Regions from separate parts of the Rattus norvegicus genome. Here region 2 is linked to region 1. The links are chromatin contacts, called in public Hi-C maps. All regions are on one chromosome and are shown on one strand. The core of a region is the stretch at or near the end of the contact, and the rest is flanking DNA. Distances in the headings are between cores, read along the strand shown. Region 1 overlaps Ubr4 (ubiquitin protein ligase E3 component n-recognin 4). Region 2 holds the start of Aldh4a1 (aldehyde dehydrogenase 4 family, member A1).

The links. A called contact is a pair of places that touch in the nucleus more often than the background predicts.
Region 2: a Hi-C map of Schwann cells shows a contact between it and region 1, with 5 times the contacts expected there. The contact joins the promoter of Aldh4a1 here to the enhancer-like site in region 1. A contact is called at or near these places in 12 of 12 Hi-C or Micro-C datasets (the A7r5 cell line, the Rat2 cell line, Schwann cells and 7 more) and 1 of 1 datasets of contacts at active chromatin or transcription factors (oligodendrocytes).

What each region holds. Positions count from the first base shown.
Region 1 is chr5:157,002,118-157,009,635 of GRCr8, reverse strand. It overlaps Ubr4 (ubiquitin protein ligase E3 component n-recognin 4), which reads right to left. Exons shown (of 106, transcript NM_001395108.1): 85 at 7,420-7,518; 86 at 7,033-7,114; 87 at 6,519-6,692; 88 at 4,735-4,856; 89 at 3,822-4,019; 90 at 3,144-3,224; 91 at 2,223-2,310; 92 at 1,657-1,784; 93 at 598-705; 94 at 66-185. Among named protein-coding and RNA genes, the nearest start is that of Trnav-aac3, 37 kb to the right of the region's middle. Within about 2 kb of position 3,100, at least 5 of the 93 cell types and tissues checked have an H3K27ac peak or open chromatin away from gene starts, as enhancers often do. A contact at or near this core is called in Schwann cells, where this site is marked.
Region 2 is chr5:157,158,988-157,166,505 of GRCr8, reverse strand. It overlaps Aldh4a1 (aldehyde dehydrogenase 4 family, member A1), which reads right to left and starts at 3,317. Exons shown (of 15, transcript NM_001134698.1): 1 at 3,229-3,317. The coding sequence starts at 3,287. Iffo2 (intermediate filament family orphan 2) reads right to left here. Exons shown (of 9, transcript NM_001134703.2): 9 at 6,371-7,518.

The DNA of each region.
Region 1 (7,518 bases), core at 1,851-4,350:
TAGCTCCAGATAAGCCCACTGTGTGTTCCCAGTGTCTGTGGGCAGAAGGACTAGGTCCCACTCACCTTGTCCTCACTCAGGGGCTCTGCATTGGACTCATCTAGAATGATCTCCATGATGCTCAGCACCTGCTCAGCCACCGCTGCTCCTCCGCTGTCCTTGCTCTCTTGCTCAGCTACCAGAGCCTGAAGGGGAGACGCAGGGACTCTCAGGACACAGTCAGTCGCCTCCCATGGTCTTAAAGCCCAGGGGCTAGGCGTATGTGTGTGAAAAGATGTGGAAGTGTGTGTGTGTGTGTGTGTGTGTGTGTGTGTGTGTGTGTGTGTGTGAGAGAGAGAGAGAGAGAGAGAGAGAGAGAGAGAGAGAGAGAGAGAAGAAGATGTGGAAATGTGATGTCCCCTACTTTTTTGCAGTGTTAATTCTGTCTATTGAATTCCTGCTCCTGGTCTTGAGTCTACACTCAGCAAAGGGACAGGAAGCTCTGAAGAGCATGAGTGGGAGCCATCTAGAGAGTCAGCTGAAGGATCAGGTCTGGTACTGCAATTTCTCAGGTGTGCCAAAGCTCCCTCTTCATCATCTAGAGCCCACACTCCTTACCAAGTTTAAAGTCCCCAACATGACATTCAAGGTGTTCATTTCCAGCTTGACCAACTGTTGCCGATTGACTTTCACCTTCACACAGTAACTGAACAGCTTCAGGAGCACCTGTGAAGAGAGGCCAGCCCAGAGGTCCGTGAGAACACCCATGAGCATACGGTGTACAAGTGCCGAAGACATATCCACAGAAAAGTATGGGGAGTGGTTCTCAACTTTCCTAGGGCTGCGACCCTTTAATACAGCTCCTCATGGTGTGGTGACCCCAAACATAAAATTAATTTTGCTACTGTAATGTAAATATCTGATATGCAGGAAAGTTGGTATGTGACTTCTGAAGGGGTCACAACCCACAGGCTGAGATTCGCTGCTCTAAGGCGACTTCTCAGGCAGCAGCCACTCCTTCTGAACAGCAAGGTGACCCTGGGCTCTCATACCAGGTCAGCATCTTAAGTGGCAACATTCTCCCGCATTCTCTGTTCCCCTATATGACGGAAGTGACAGTGGTTCTTAATTAACCAAGTGGTTGGTGTCCCACTATCCTGGGGAAACCTAGCACCAACCAAGTTTCTGAACTAGCAGCAGACAAACATCCTAACGGACATAGCCTATGGAGGCCAAAAACCAGGTAGGCCATTCAAATGACACAAGAGTGTTTGTCCTTCTACAGCCCACGAGGTAAAGATATTAGTGAGGTCTCTGTGGTGACTCTGGAATCCCCAGACTAGTGAGACACATGACCCTCCAGACAACAGCCTACGACGGAGGGAGAATCTAGTTTAAAGGCAACCGTAAACCAACAATGACTGGCATTAAGAGCGGTTACAGAGAGAAGCAGTCATGGTTCCTGATCACTAAAGAGGTACGGGAGAAGACTGCCACAGCCCAGATCTAAGGCAGTGGGGCCGGGAAGAGGGAGCACTGGGAATCCCAGATGTCCAAGGTTTGGGGAAAGCCAGCACTAGCACTGGTCTCTGCTGTACCACACTGCCCTCTAGTGTCAAGTAGCTCAACGACCACGGCTTCACATAGAGCCTGGCAGTCATACTGCCCACAACTCACTGTTAGAAGGTGGCGCCCCTGCTTAAAATCTTTGACTCCTGCCAGTCTGTTCAGCATGCACTGCAGACCCCCGCACTGGGCCATCACACCGGCCATTCTGTACACTTCCTCTTCGTCCTCTTCTTCATCTGGGGGAAAAGGGAAACCAAGAGGAGCACAAGTTCAAAATGTACGTATTGCCTAGATCAGTGCTCTCCTGGGCTGAGAGCACACAGCCCTTTCCCTAGCTGGAATTAAGGTCGGACTATAACCGATTTGCACTCACTCCCATAGGGGCCTTGCTCAGAGGTTCGGTCCACTACAGTTTTCTGCTATTATAGCAAAGTACAAGCAAATACCACTGTCAACGGAACAGAGAACCAAGCAGAAAGAAATCTGAACACAAGCCTGCTAACTGAATCTTTCCCTTGACAGCCTGAATGTTTTCATCCCAACAGGTACCTATGTCAGCCCACAGATGCCTTTCTCCCTTACAGTGTGATGCAGAGCACAGGCCACCATACTCTGAGACATGTCTGCTCTAGCTGAAGTCCAACATGCAGTATCATATGTGGAGAGGGCTGTACCTGTGGTGGAGTCCAGGGACTCGATAAACTCCTCGGTGGCATCGCCCAGTAGCCCCCGCATTCGATAAACAATCCTCATGGGCTCTCCCTAGGTAGAGAAAAGTTGGAAAGGTAGACTCATAAACAGGCCTAGAAAACTGCAAGCCTTCTTCACCCTTGGACTTGCTCAATGCCTTGGTGATGTGAGCCTCCGTTTCTTTAACAAGACAGGGACTGGACTCAAAGGCTGTGGAAGAGATTCGCTCTGTTCAGTGCCTGCTGCAGGCCAGGCTCTGTGAGAAGCACTACAGACACACAATCCTATTGGACTCCATTAGAGCACTGGGTAGGCAAGAGCTCCAACCACTACTTCCTGAGTGTTTTGTTTCGACAGCATACTTGACTAGGCTAGAAGTAAAGGCCCAATTCTAAGTCTGTGCTGATCTCAGGAAGAGCTCTCTCTTCTCTCTGCCTACTGGGGCTAGAGGACAAACAACTGTATTTGAACCAAAGAATGTGGTACAAATTTCAGGAACCCAGAGCAGATGCGTCACTCTTTGCCCACAGACAGACCAGGGTCTTCATTCATCAGAGACAAAGAGGGTTCATCCCAATCAGCAGGCTAACACACACATAGCCTGGAATGGACAGAAGAAGCCGTCGGGAGAGTCTGCCTGTGCCAGGCACCAAGCTGGGGACCCAAGAGGCCCAACCTCAGTTGAGAGAAAAGCAAAGGCACAAGGCTCACGCACGCCTCCTTGAAGCTATCTGACTGACAACAGCCAGATGCCTCCCGATCTGGCAACACAATGCACTTCTTCAGAAAGGAAGTAAAGCTACAGTGGCCACAAGGCCACGGTGATTCACAGCAACTCCACTTAGCCAGTCCTGAGGGCAGAAAAGGCAGCCCACACACAGCTCCTGGAGAAAGCAAGCACATACCTCATTGGTCGTACACCAGACCTTCTTGTAAACCTCAGCCACAGGAAGATCCAGACTGATAATTTTATTGTTCACTAGAAGCTGGAAAACAGAGGAGAAATTATGACAAGGAAGCTCACAGGCTACCCTTGTGGCTCATCACAGGGCCCTGTCAAAGCTCACTCTCCAGGGAAATGCATGTGCATGCACAACACCCAGCATTTTATGTGTACAACGTTGGGGGACAAATGTTTAATCCACATGGACTCCAGTTTAGATCCAACTGAAGACTTTTCATCTTGAACACCAGAAAAAAAATCACCTTTGCCTTTAATCATACTGGTGGTAATGCCAGACCCAATAAGTAGTCTGTCAGAATCTACAAGGCTCTGGGTATTAACAGGGGCTATGATCCACATACTGGTGTCAAAACACCATGACTCCTGGGGCTCCATTAACCTGCAATCTCTAGAAAACCCTGCCAGAAGCAACGGTGACAAAGGCCTACCACCGCTCCAAACAACAACCATCAAGCACCTGCTGTTCCAGGCCAGGGCTGGTCAGAGCCCTCCTCCTCTACAGCAGGAGAGACAGGGAGACTGGACCCATTAGCCCACTTTACAGACTAACCTCCTACAAGGTTAATCAGTGGCTCAAAGCTGTGCTCCTGGTGAGTGACCAGCACAGCCCAGCTCTTACCTCCATCCCACTGTCGTCCTCCAGAAGAGCCACCAGGTCACAGTCCTGGCAGATCTTGTTCTTTATGTCCCTCATAAGAGGCCCAATGCCTGGTTCATTGCTGCTATATGGGTTTCCGGGCATCCTGCCCTGTAGAAAGTCCTCTTGCTGGGGGTCCTTCTCCAGGGTCACAAAGAACTCAGTGACTTCATTTTCCTCCTAAGGGATAGAAAGAGGAACGTGTGGGAAGGGACCAGCACTGAGCGGTTCTGTGGGCACCAGAATGAAAACACAGCAAGAACACCATGCCTACTCATTAAACATGTTGACCGGCAGGTGGCCAGAGACCATGGAAATCACCACTCAGCAGCCTGAAGCTCATGTGTCCCTTACAGATTAACAAGAGATGGCCTAATGGCCAGGGAGACAGGAGCGAGGTGCTGTCCAATGAGATGTGGACCAGTTTGAGGCCAGGCAAGATTCACTGGAAACTTGGAGCAGAGAAGGGGCTTTTTTCTTTCTGTGACAATCTCTGACAGGCCAACCTTGATGCCATCAATAACCAAGAATGTTGCTGTTTCCCTCAACAATGAGAAAGGTCTCTGAGCCAGACCATAGGAAAGACACACATGTGGCGTGCATGCCTGAAGAACCCAAGGTGCAGAAGAGAAGGACAGCAATATACCCAATATACCCAACTCTACCCCAGAATTGCTGCTGCCCATGCAACAGGAGGTGAGGCCTAATTTTAAGAAGGGTTAATCTTGGCCTTCAGGTAAAAAGACCACTGGCTTCCCTTGTTAGAGGAGGGAAATTAGTAAGCTGTTTCCACTCTGTCAGTGGATCTGGGGATAAAGATACTAAGTTATCCACCCTGTGGGCAAGTCACTGAGGCTGACACCCGTGGGTTGTGGGGAGCAAGCACGCTGCTTACAGGGTAGATGATGCTGCACAGCCTCTCAAAGATGAACACAGGAGTCCGGTAGTCATCCAGATTGTAGCGCTTGGCTGTCTCAATGCACACAGCCATGAAGGCCTTGGTTTCAGACTCTGTACCTGCCAAGAAAGTGGCCAAAGGAGTCAGGGAAGAGCCTCGCCTGCATGAGCTGAGCTGAGACAATGAAGCACCTTCTCTGACAGGCACCTCCTGCCTGCTAGGTTTCTGAACACTCTACACAGTAACATCAGCGACACTCAATGAGAAGCCTCCACCCCAAGTCAAACCATGTGCTTGTTCCAGTCTCTCTGAGAGCACGACTTTCCTTAAGGAGAAGGACTATACCTCCTTTGCCAAAACAGGTTCTCAAAAGCAACACAGGACTTCCCTTTTGGGAAGCCAGGCAGATGAAGTTGGCTAGAGTAACTTTTCACTCCTGTCAGTTGAAAAAAAGCTCAAACCATCGGTGAACTATTACACTAGTGAAGAATAAAAGCCCACCAAAGGAAAGAACTCAGGGCCCCAGAGAAGCAGGGCCCACAGTGGTTTTGGTTTAGTTCCCATGAAGCTTTAGTTCCCACGGCCTGCAGGAAGTGAGTGCTGGAGACAGAGCCTCAGTCAGCCGAGATGAGGAGCCAGTGGGGAGCGGCCTGGAGCCCTGGCCATCACACAGCTGCCCCCTCAGGAGCACAGCCAGCTTCGCTGTGAAGGTCAACTAGAGCCACCTTCTCTCTTCTACAGTCACATAACTGAAGGCAAATTGTCCTTCCTTACAAAAATGGTAATGGGGGAGGGACAAGTGAGAGCTAAATGCTATCCCCTCCCTCGCGTGACACCCAAACTCCACAATCCCTCGAAGTCTGAGGAAGTTGGATGACGGCATGCCAGGGACAGCCTAGGGGCCCTTACAGAGGCAGCAGTCACAAACCCGTGTGGAGAAGACCAGCTTGCATGGGGCCTAAAGAATTTATTTTTCCTCTTTGCTTTTATTGAATTTTCACTGATATCTGCATGTGAATCTGCATGTGCATGTGTTTGAAGTGCAGGCACCTCTAGGGGACAGGAGGATGATGCTGGATCCTGTGAGTGGTCGTGAGCTGTCTAACATGGAAACAAAGCCAGGCCCTGCGTGAGCAGCGGGTGTTCTTGACCACTGAGCTCTCTTTCTAGCTCCTGTCTTGGTTGTGTCTGCCCTCTTGCCTCAACCTCCCAAGTGCTGGGATAAAGGCAGGTATTATCATTCTTTGCTTCTAAAGAATTTCCATAATAAACTTCAGGAATAGGAATTCACAACTCCAAATCATAAAATACCAGTTTGAGAACACCATCTAGAAACCAGAAAAGCAAACACAAATGGGCCTGGGAACTTTAAACTTTCGAGTGATTGACCAGGCACAAATGTGCTCTATAAACAGGAGGTTTCTTGGCTACAAAATCTTGAGCTATAAGAACAACAGCAGATTAACAGGCTGAACAGTACAGAAGAAAGACAGGGATGAGAACAGCTATGGAGAACACAGCAAGGCCACTGACGAGAGACAATGAGAACATCCCAGATGACTGGAGACACCAGCCTGAGACCTCTACCTCTCCCTTCTCTGGGAGCTCAACACAGGAAAAGCACCGATGAGCCCAGCTCGAGGGCTAACACTAAGCACCACCATGCTCGTCAGACAGGCTTCTCTCCCAAACCCAAGAGCTGTGTGCCTTTTGGTGCTGTGGTACCAAGAAACAACATCTGTGTGCATCTCACCTACTCCAAGCGGAGTGGGCAGGGTTACCTGTGGTCATGTCCTCCAGCATCTCCAGCAGCATGTCCTGGGTCTCATCGATGAGCTTGGTCCTCTGCAGCACTAGTTTCCGCAAGCACAGGTACCCATTCAGCACAGTGCCCACCAAGCGGCTCTTGAAATGACGCTTGATGGACTCCACCTCTACAAAGGAGGAGAGGAGGCCTGCGGGGACAGGAGATACTGCCGTAAGATCTGCAGGACACAGCAGGCCTGGGCTACCACAGAAACAAGAAAACCGGTTGGGGATTTAGCTCAGTGGTAGAACGCTTGCCTAGCAAGCGCAAGGCCCTGGGTTCGGTCCCCAGCTCCGAAAAAAAAGAAAAAAAAAAGAAAAAAAAAAAAAAAAAGAAACAAGAAAACCAAAAAGCAAGGAGATGCCCAATGAGTCAAATAGCTGGCAGTGAGGAGCTCAAACGCGCAGGCCCATCAAGGAAGAGAACTTCTAGAGGGAGACGTGCACTGGCCCCAGGAGCACACCCAAGGGAGGGGCTGATGGCTCTACCTGTGAGACTCTTGAGGGCATATCCCTGCTGCAGGTCTGTGCTCAGTGTGGCCTCCTCCAAGGCCAGCAGGCGGGCGATTTCCTAAACAGGGCGACAAGCAGTGCAATGAGGCCACCTCCGCCCCAGGACGCAGTCCCCATCAGAGGTGCTTAAGCCACACATCCATTCTAATCCTTAAAAAATGCCTTTCCGAGAGGCCAAAGAGGCTGAAGCATTGCTGAGAGACTGTTTACCCCGAAGCAGCTCAAATACCCTTAACAGACGGCACAGCCATCCGAATTACAGTAAAGTCTGGAAACTAATTAATTCCACAAATGTGTCTTCTCAGCAAGCAAGAACTGACAAAAGTAGAGAAAGAAGAAGTGGGGGAGGGACAGATCCATCACCTTGGTGATGAGGTTGCCCACGTAGGGCAGGACTCCCCGAGCAGCCAGGTAGACTTTCCAGTGGCAGGAGGCGATGAGCTTCTGGTAGAGAGCCAGGTA
Region 2 (7,518 bases), core at 2,068-4,567, 160 kb before region 1:
ATACACACACACACACACACACACACACACACACACACGCACACACACACGCACGCACCTACACTCACAGGAATGCCAGCTGAGTGCACACATGCACACGTAAGCACACACGCACACACATGCACACACATACACACACATACACACACACACACACACACTTGAATATCGCACACTCAGTTCCGGAAATCAAGAGATTTACAAAACGTTTCTCAAGTCTTTATTTCGAATATAACTCAGACACACCAATTCATGTCAAATCATCCCCCACAGGGAGCTGCGAAGCCATACCATGGGGGTTCCGGGGGGCTCCCACTTTTCCCAGGCTGATAGAGTGAATGTAGCATGGCTTGTACAGAGTTCAGAATTCACAGTTGGTAAAATGCCAAATTACTACCACTATTAAAACTAAAGTTGCCCCCAAATGACACAGGACACAAGAGCAGTGGAGAAGCCAGGGTCAATTTTAGGGTCTGTGTTTGAGAAAAAGAGTTGTGCATTCTCTCTCTCTTCTTCACCTGCCTACCTTGTGGGACTGAGCCACTGCTAGATCCTTGGACTTCCATTCTCAGCTGCTGCTGACCACTGTTGGGGAGTTGGACTACAGACTGTAAGTCATCAACCAATTCCCTTCCTGTACAGAGACTACCCATGAGTCCTGTGACTCTAGAGAACTCCCACCAATACAATTACCTTTGATAAGTCATTCTCTTGAACTAAAAACCCCAAAATTGGCATCAAAGCAGGGATTAAGTGTGACCCCACAAATCCACTAAGAACACAAGAGGAAGCCAGGTTTAGGTGGTGTGTGCTTTTAGTCCCAGCACTTAGGAGGCAGAGGCAGGTGGATCTGTGAGTTCAAGGCCAGCCTGGTCTACGAAAGGAGCTCCAGGACAGCCAAGGCTGCACAGAGAAACCCTGTCTCGAAAAAACAAAGGTGAATGAATGCCACGGATGTTGAGAAACCCCTCTGGGCACCCTGCCAGGCCAGCCGCACCGTACAAAAACCAGGCAACCAGGGCCCAGAGAACTGGTTGCAAAATCTTCTCCCCACGAGCTCAGGGGGCCTGTAGAGTTAAGAGATCTGGATCCAGACCAACTGTAACTCTAGTTACATCTGCTCAGTAGGCAGAGGGGTCCCCAAAACAAGTTCTTAGGCTAAATGTGGGGTCCCTCATGCTCGTTAGCGAGCTAAATGATACTGATATTTGAAACTACTGCAGAACAAGAACTGTTCCAAAAGAGAAGATAGGGTGCTTGGGTCCACACCTTTCTCCCCAGTTAAAACTCCCGAGGACTGGAGAGAGTTAAGAGCACTGACTGCAGGGGTTGGGGATTTAGCTCAGTGGTAGAGCGCTTGCCTAGGCAAGCACAAGGCCCTGGGTTCGGTCCCCAGCTCCGAAAAAAAAAAAAAAAAAAGAGCACTGACTGCTCTTCCAGAGGTCATGAGTTCAAATCCCAACAACCACATGGGGGTTCACAACCATCTGTAACGAGATCTGATGCCCTCTTCTGGTGTGTCTGAAGACAGTGATAGTGTACTCATCATATATAAAATGAATAAATAAAATCTAAAAAAAAACCCAAAAACTCCTGAGAGCCCTGAGTTCCACTCACTGATCATCCCCCCACCCCCACCCAGATCCCCTTGACTGAAGTGCACCTTGTGGCACACTGACACCTAGAGAGGGACAAGGTAAACTTGAGACTCTATGAGAAGGTGGCTCTGCCCATCCGGGCCTTCCATCCGGGCTCTGCAGTGGGTGGTCTCAGAGCAGGAAGAAACAGAAGAGCTGCAGGCTCAGTTCCCAAGAGGAGCACACTCCTCCCCAGCCCCATGCATGCCCTTTGCCTAACGGTTTCACACACCATGCAGAAGGGCTGAAACTTATCCACGCCATCCCATGGGGGCAGGGAAAGGGCCACTGATTAACTCAAAAAGGTCACAAATCAGTGGAGGTAGACATGGTCGGACGCAGGCCACAGAGCAGGCAAATAGTAACCAAAGTAGGAGTGCGGGGTGCTGTGTAACTCTACAAGGAAGGCAGACAGAAATGGGGACTAATACCCAAGCAGCGGGCTTGAATGGGGCAGTCTTGGAACACATCCCTGAGGGGCCCAAGGTTCTGGCTGAACAGCAAGCCGCTCTCTGCCTTAGAGCTTGTCAGGACTGTGTCTACACCTCAGAGAGATGTTTGAACCAAACTGGCAGTCCATACAGTGGAAGCCAGACACCTCTTTGGAGACAGGGTCTCTCATGAAACCCTGGCGGACCTTGCACTCACTACACAGACCAAGCTGGCCTGGCCTTGAACCCTCAGAGCCCAGCCTGCCTCTTGCCTCCCAGGTACTAAAAAACACTGTGTGTGTGTGTGTGTGTGTGTGTGTGTGTGTGTGTGTGTGTGTGTGTGTGTGTTTGAAATAGGGTTTCTCCGTGTATCCCTGATCCTCCCAGAACTTGCTCTGTAGGCCAGGCTGGACCTGAACTCAGTCAGCAATCTGCTTGCCTCTGCCTCCAGAGTGCTTTTTAAGGAACTTGTCTGAATGAACTTATGCTAATCTCAGAACAAGCCCCATGCCTCACAGAGCCGCATCACAAGTAATAAAAGTCATTATGGCACCCATAAAAGCCCAATATTGAAGAGAAAGGGAGAAGACTAGAGAGGTCCCTGGGGCTGTCAGGAGGCTTCAGAATGTGAACGCGAGGTTGTCCAAGGTCAGGGAGAATTGGTAAATTTGGAATATCCAGGGTTAGGAGGAAGAAGAGTGGAGGAAGGGGGCGTGGGCACAAGTCTGGGCGCCACACCCTACCCAGGGGTTCCTTGGCTAAGGAAAACTGACCATCTAGGACAGTGGTTCTCAACCTTAAGGACACTACCTCGAGCGACCCTTTCACAGGGGTTCCAAATCAGCTATTTTGCATATTAGATATTTACATTACGATTCATGACAGCAAAATGCTGTCATAAAGTGGCAGAATTTTACAGTTGGGGGGTCACCACACCATGAGGAACACTATTAAAGGGTCGCAGCATTAGGAAAGTTGAGAACCACTGCTCTAAAGAGACCTGGTAAGGGGCCACAGGGTCTCCATGGGAGAGTGGCTCTGCAGGACGCGACCCCGAGCTTAGGGGAACCATGGGGACCCTGGAGAGCATGGCTGCAGACCGAGCAGACCGGGATTTGCCCGCGGCATTTAGGGGTCAGGCAGCAGAGGGGTTCACTCACCCAGAGCCCCTCCAGGCGTAGGACAGCAGGGATCGGCGAAGCAAAGCCGGCGGCAGCATCACAGAGGTTCTAAGAGTCTTGAGCGGTTGTGGGAAGCTCAGAGTGAGCCCTGAACCGCAGGACTAGGCAAGCCCGGAGCGCACCACCTCGGCGGGAGGCGCAGCATCTACCAGTCCACCTGCCCCTGGTTCTCTCCGCGGGTACCCCCCTTGTGAATAAACATCAGACTTATTTAATATAAAAAAATACTACTGTGGGCTGCGGGTCAAGGGAACGCGGCAGGAAAGTCCCGAAATGATACCCTCTTCTCCTCGCCTCCTCTCCTTATGGTATGACCCAAGGAAAGAGGGCGTGAGCCTCACTGACCAATCAGAGTCATGCATGAAAGCCTCCGGGCCAATCAGCAGGACCGGCAAGTTGCAGCCTTCTTAGGCAGACCAGCAGGAGCCAATGACAGATCCTGCACAGAACACGTGCTCACTTGTAGAAGGGGCCGGGGGACCTGGTCGATGCGACAGGTGCTGCAAGGGTCCCCGGCCCTTGCTGGACACCTGCGGGCCATCACTCTGCCCCGGCCCGCAGGACCACACTAAGGCCAGCTTCCCACCGCCACCCGGGGGTCTGCCACCCTAGATGGAGCCTGATCTGTCCCCCCACTCCCCACCTCCCAACCTGGCTCAGGGCCAAGCCCGCTGCCTGGGCCTGCTTCCTTCCAGATTGGTATCAGTACGCGATAAATCCCTAGCCGGCCTGTACTTAGCATTCTTCGTTTTATTTATTTATTTTTCTTCTTTCTTCCTTTTCTTAAAAGCCTCTGGCCACAAAAACCAGTTGTTCCTGCCTCTGTCCCTCTGCCCCCGGATAAAGTTTTCTGCTTGAGAGATTGTTTGATAAATACTCAAACGTATTACAACGGCTTCTGAAGCCTGCTCTTAGGATGATGCCTGAGGGAACCACTGTATTCCTGAGATACTGTTATGGGTTTTCTTACTTTATTCTTTTTGTCTTTTTAGTTTATTTATTTTTTTAATTTATTTATTTATTTTGGTTTGGTTTGGTTTTACTTTTCCAGACGGGTTTTCTCTGTGCATCCTTGGCTGTCCTGGAATTCACTCTATAGACCACGCTGGCCTTGAATTTATAGAGATTCAAGCTGTCTGTCTGCCTCCAGAATGCTGGGATTAAAGGGCTTTGCCACCTCAGCCCCCCTTCCTACCTTATTCTTTTTTTTTTTTTTTTCTTTTCTTTTTTTTGGAGCTGGGTACCGAACCCAGAGCCTTGTGCTTGCTAGGCAAGCGCTCTACCACTGAGCTAAATCCCCAACCCCCTACCTTATTCTAATACTGTATTTCTATGTCTCTGACAATGTAACCAGCGTATTTACTTTGGGGTCCCTTCTGTCCAATTCTAGTTTGATACCACAGCAGGCAAATTCACCTAAAAAATAACACCATGACCAAAAAGCAAGAGGGGAGTTAAGGGTTTACATTTGCAAATTCTCAGGTCATCACTGAGATAGGAACCTGAAGGCAGGAGCTGATGCAGAAGCCATGGAGGGGCGCTGCTTACTGGCTTGCTCAGCCTTGCTGGGTGGATCACCAGTCCAGATGTTGGACCACCTAGAATGGGCTGGGTCCTCCCACATCAATCACTAATTAAGGAAATGCCCAAGGAACTGAGCAGTGGTAGTACAGTGTCTTTATGTCCAGCACTTGGGGGGTAGATGCAGGCAGATCTCTGAGTTCGAGTCTAGCCTAGTCTACAGTGTGAGTTCCAGTATATACGGAGAACCCTTGTCTCAAACGGACTACAATAATGATGGTAATAATAACAACAATAATAAATAAAATAGGGGAAAAAAGGAAAAGCCCCCCAGGCTTGCCCACAGCCTGGTCTTTTAGAGGAGTCTTCTCAATTTTGGTTCCCTCCTTCAGATGCCACCAGCTCATGTCAAGCTGACATAAAAACTATCCCATATGGACTCTATGGGCCTTAGTTTCCTCTTCTGTAAAATGGGATAACAATATCCGCCTTGAACACCCATCACCCTGGTCTTCTCCCTTTCCTGCCAATTACACCATTTAAAACACTCTGGGAGATCTGACTAGGAAAGGGGTGCTTCCTAGATATGACCAAGTTTCTCTCCATCCTTGGAAGCGGCAGTTCACAGTGGAGTGAGGCCACAGCTGCCCAGCACCTCGGCTATGGTGGAAGCAAGGAGGCTGCGAAGGAGGCATTGTACAGGCAGAACCTTGTGGAGAGCAGCTGCAGCGACTCTGCAGGTGAGGCCCATCCTGGACCACAGCCCAATGCCAGGCAGAGCTCCAGGGCCACCGAAGAGACAAGCAGACAATCAGTGGACAGTTGGTTCTGGGCTCACCCTGTCTGGGCTCCCGGCCCTAGGGGCGTCGGGACAGCATCTCACCCCAGCCTGGCTGGTCACCTCGGAGAGTCCTGTTTGCACATCTAGGAGTGTCTGGAGCAAGGAGGGTAGCTGGGACAGAGGGCCCTGCAAGCACTTTACTTCCTGCCCTCCCATTGTTGACCTCAAAGATACCTCTGAGGCTGTCAAGCTCAGCTGACTCTCTAGGGACTGTGCTGCCCCGCTGCCCCTCACCCCCAGGGCCAACACAGAATGAACAGCCCAAGCCAAAATAAATAAATAAATAAAGTGACTGTTAACAGTAGACAGTATCAAACCAGAATCCAGCAGGTGCTGCTTGTAAACATTCTGGAGATGTCTGTGAAATGGGAGCTTTGTAGTTGGTGGGACCTCAACTTCAGACCAGGCAATGCCAATTAGCCTGGGGTCCCTCTGGGTCTCTTCTGTCTAATTCTTCCTGCCTTGTTTCCTTCTGGGAGGTTTTTTGTTTTTGTTTGTTGTTATCTGGTTTCTCAAGACAGGATTTGTGACTATCCTGGAACTGGCTTTGTAGACCTGGCTGTCCTTGAACTTATAGAGATCTACCTCCTGAGTGCTGGGATTAAAGATGTGAGCCACCCCTGCCTGACATTCAGGGAGATCTTACTGTACCATGCAAATAGGTAGTTCCCTATCTTATCACTGATTGGTTAATAAGTTTGCTTTAGTCTTCTTACCCCTCCCACAACCATCAGGACACAAAGAAGCATACACCGTGTGTTCTAAGACATTTTACTTTATTCCAAAGAAGCCAATATACAGGATATAAAGGGCACAGTATTTACAACAGTACAGTAAACAGGTTGGTTTTCTGGTAGGGTCAGTAGTCTTTTTATGAGTACAAACCCCTCCCGGTGATTTTCAGACCCAGCTGACAGACACAGCAACGGTGGGTAGGGTGGGACTAAAAACCAGGTAGATGCTACAATGTGCGGAAAGGGGTCATGTCATGGTGGGGAATTCACATCTCTTCCGGGCTTGGGAAGGAACTGGAAAGGTGAGGCATTTGCCTGAGACTCACACACAGCCCACGCTGAGCCTGGAAATCCCTTCCCAGAGAGACTGTATGTCTGAGGAGAGCCTCCAGTTTCCTGGTCCTTCATCTAAAACCAAGCTTGACCTTGACCTGGAGTAGACACAGACAGGGCTGAGCTCTGAGCATCGGGGTCCCTTCTGTGCCTGCTCCAGCTGCCTGACAACTTCACACATAGTAAGCCCCTAAGCCCCAAAGGAGTCCTGTGTTCCCCAGCCCCACAGAACTTCCCTCCTACTCTCTCCACACAGCTGAATGGAAGCAGGTCTGGCCAGAGGGGACTTGGGGTGACTAATCAGAACCTACTTCTGAAGCACCTCTCCCTCACCTCAGTTTTCTGCAGTCCACCCGCCCTCCCCACCCCAGTTTCCTCCCAAGACTTCTGAGGAGCCGTGGGCTGGGAAAGGACAACATATTCCTGCCCCAGCTGTGTGCAGATGTTGCTGACGATGGAAGGCGAGCCGAGGAGAGGGGTGACTGATGAGCACACACGGGAGTCAATGAGCAGGACGGTATCTTAGCCACAGCAAAATGCTGTGCCACCATGACGGCCTACCCTAGATTAAAAACCTTTTCCTTTCATAAAAATACAGTCTCTTGCTTTATAAATAGAATACATTTAGCTTAAGTTACACCTTATCTTATCCCTTAACCCATCCCCACCCTAAAGTCAAAGTGGTTTGACACTCCGTAGGACGTCTGAGTTCTACCCACAGAACAGAGTCCTAAGTGGACATGCCTTCCAGACACACTGCCACGGTGAGGAGGTGGAACCTCCTCCCCACCTTTCTCCTTTGGAGTCAGAGCGGAGTGTGTGTGTGTGTGTGTGTGTGTG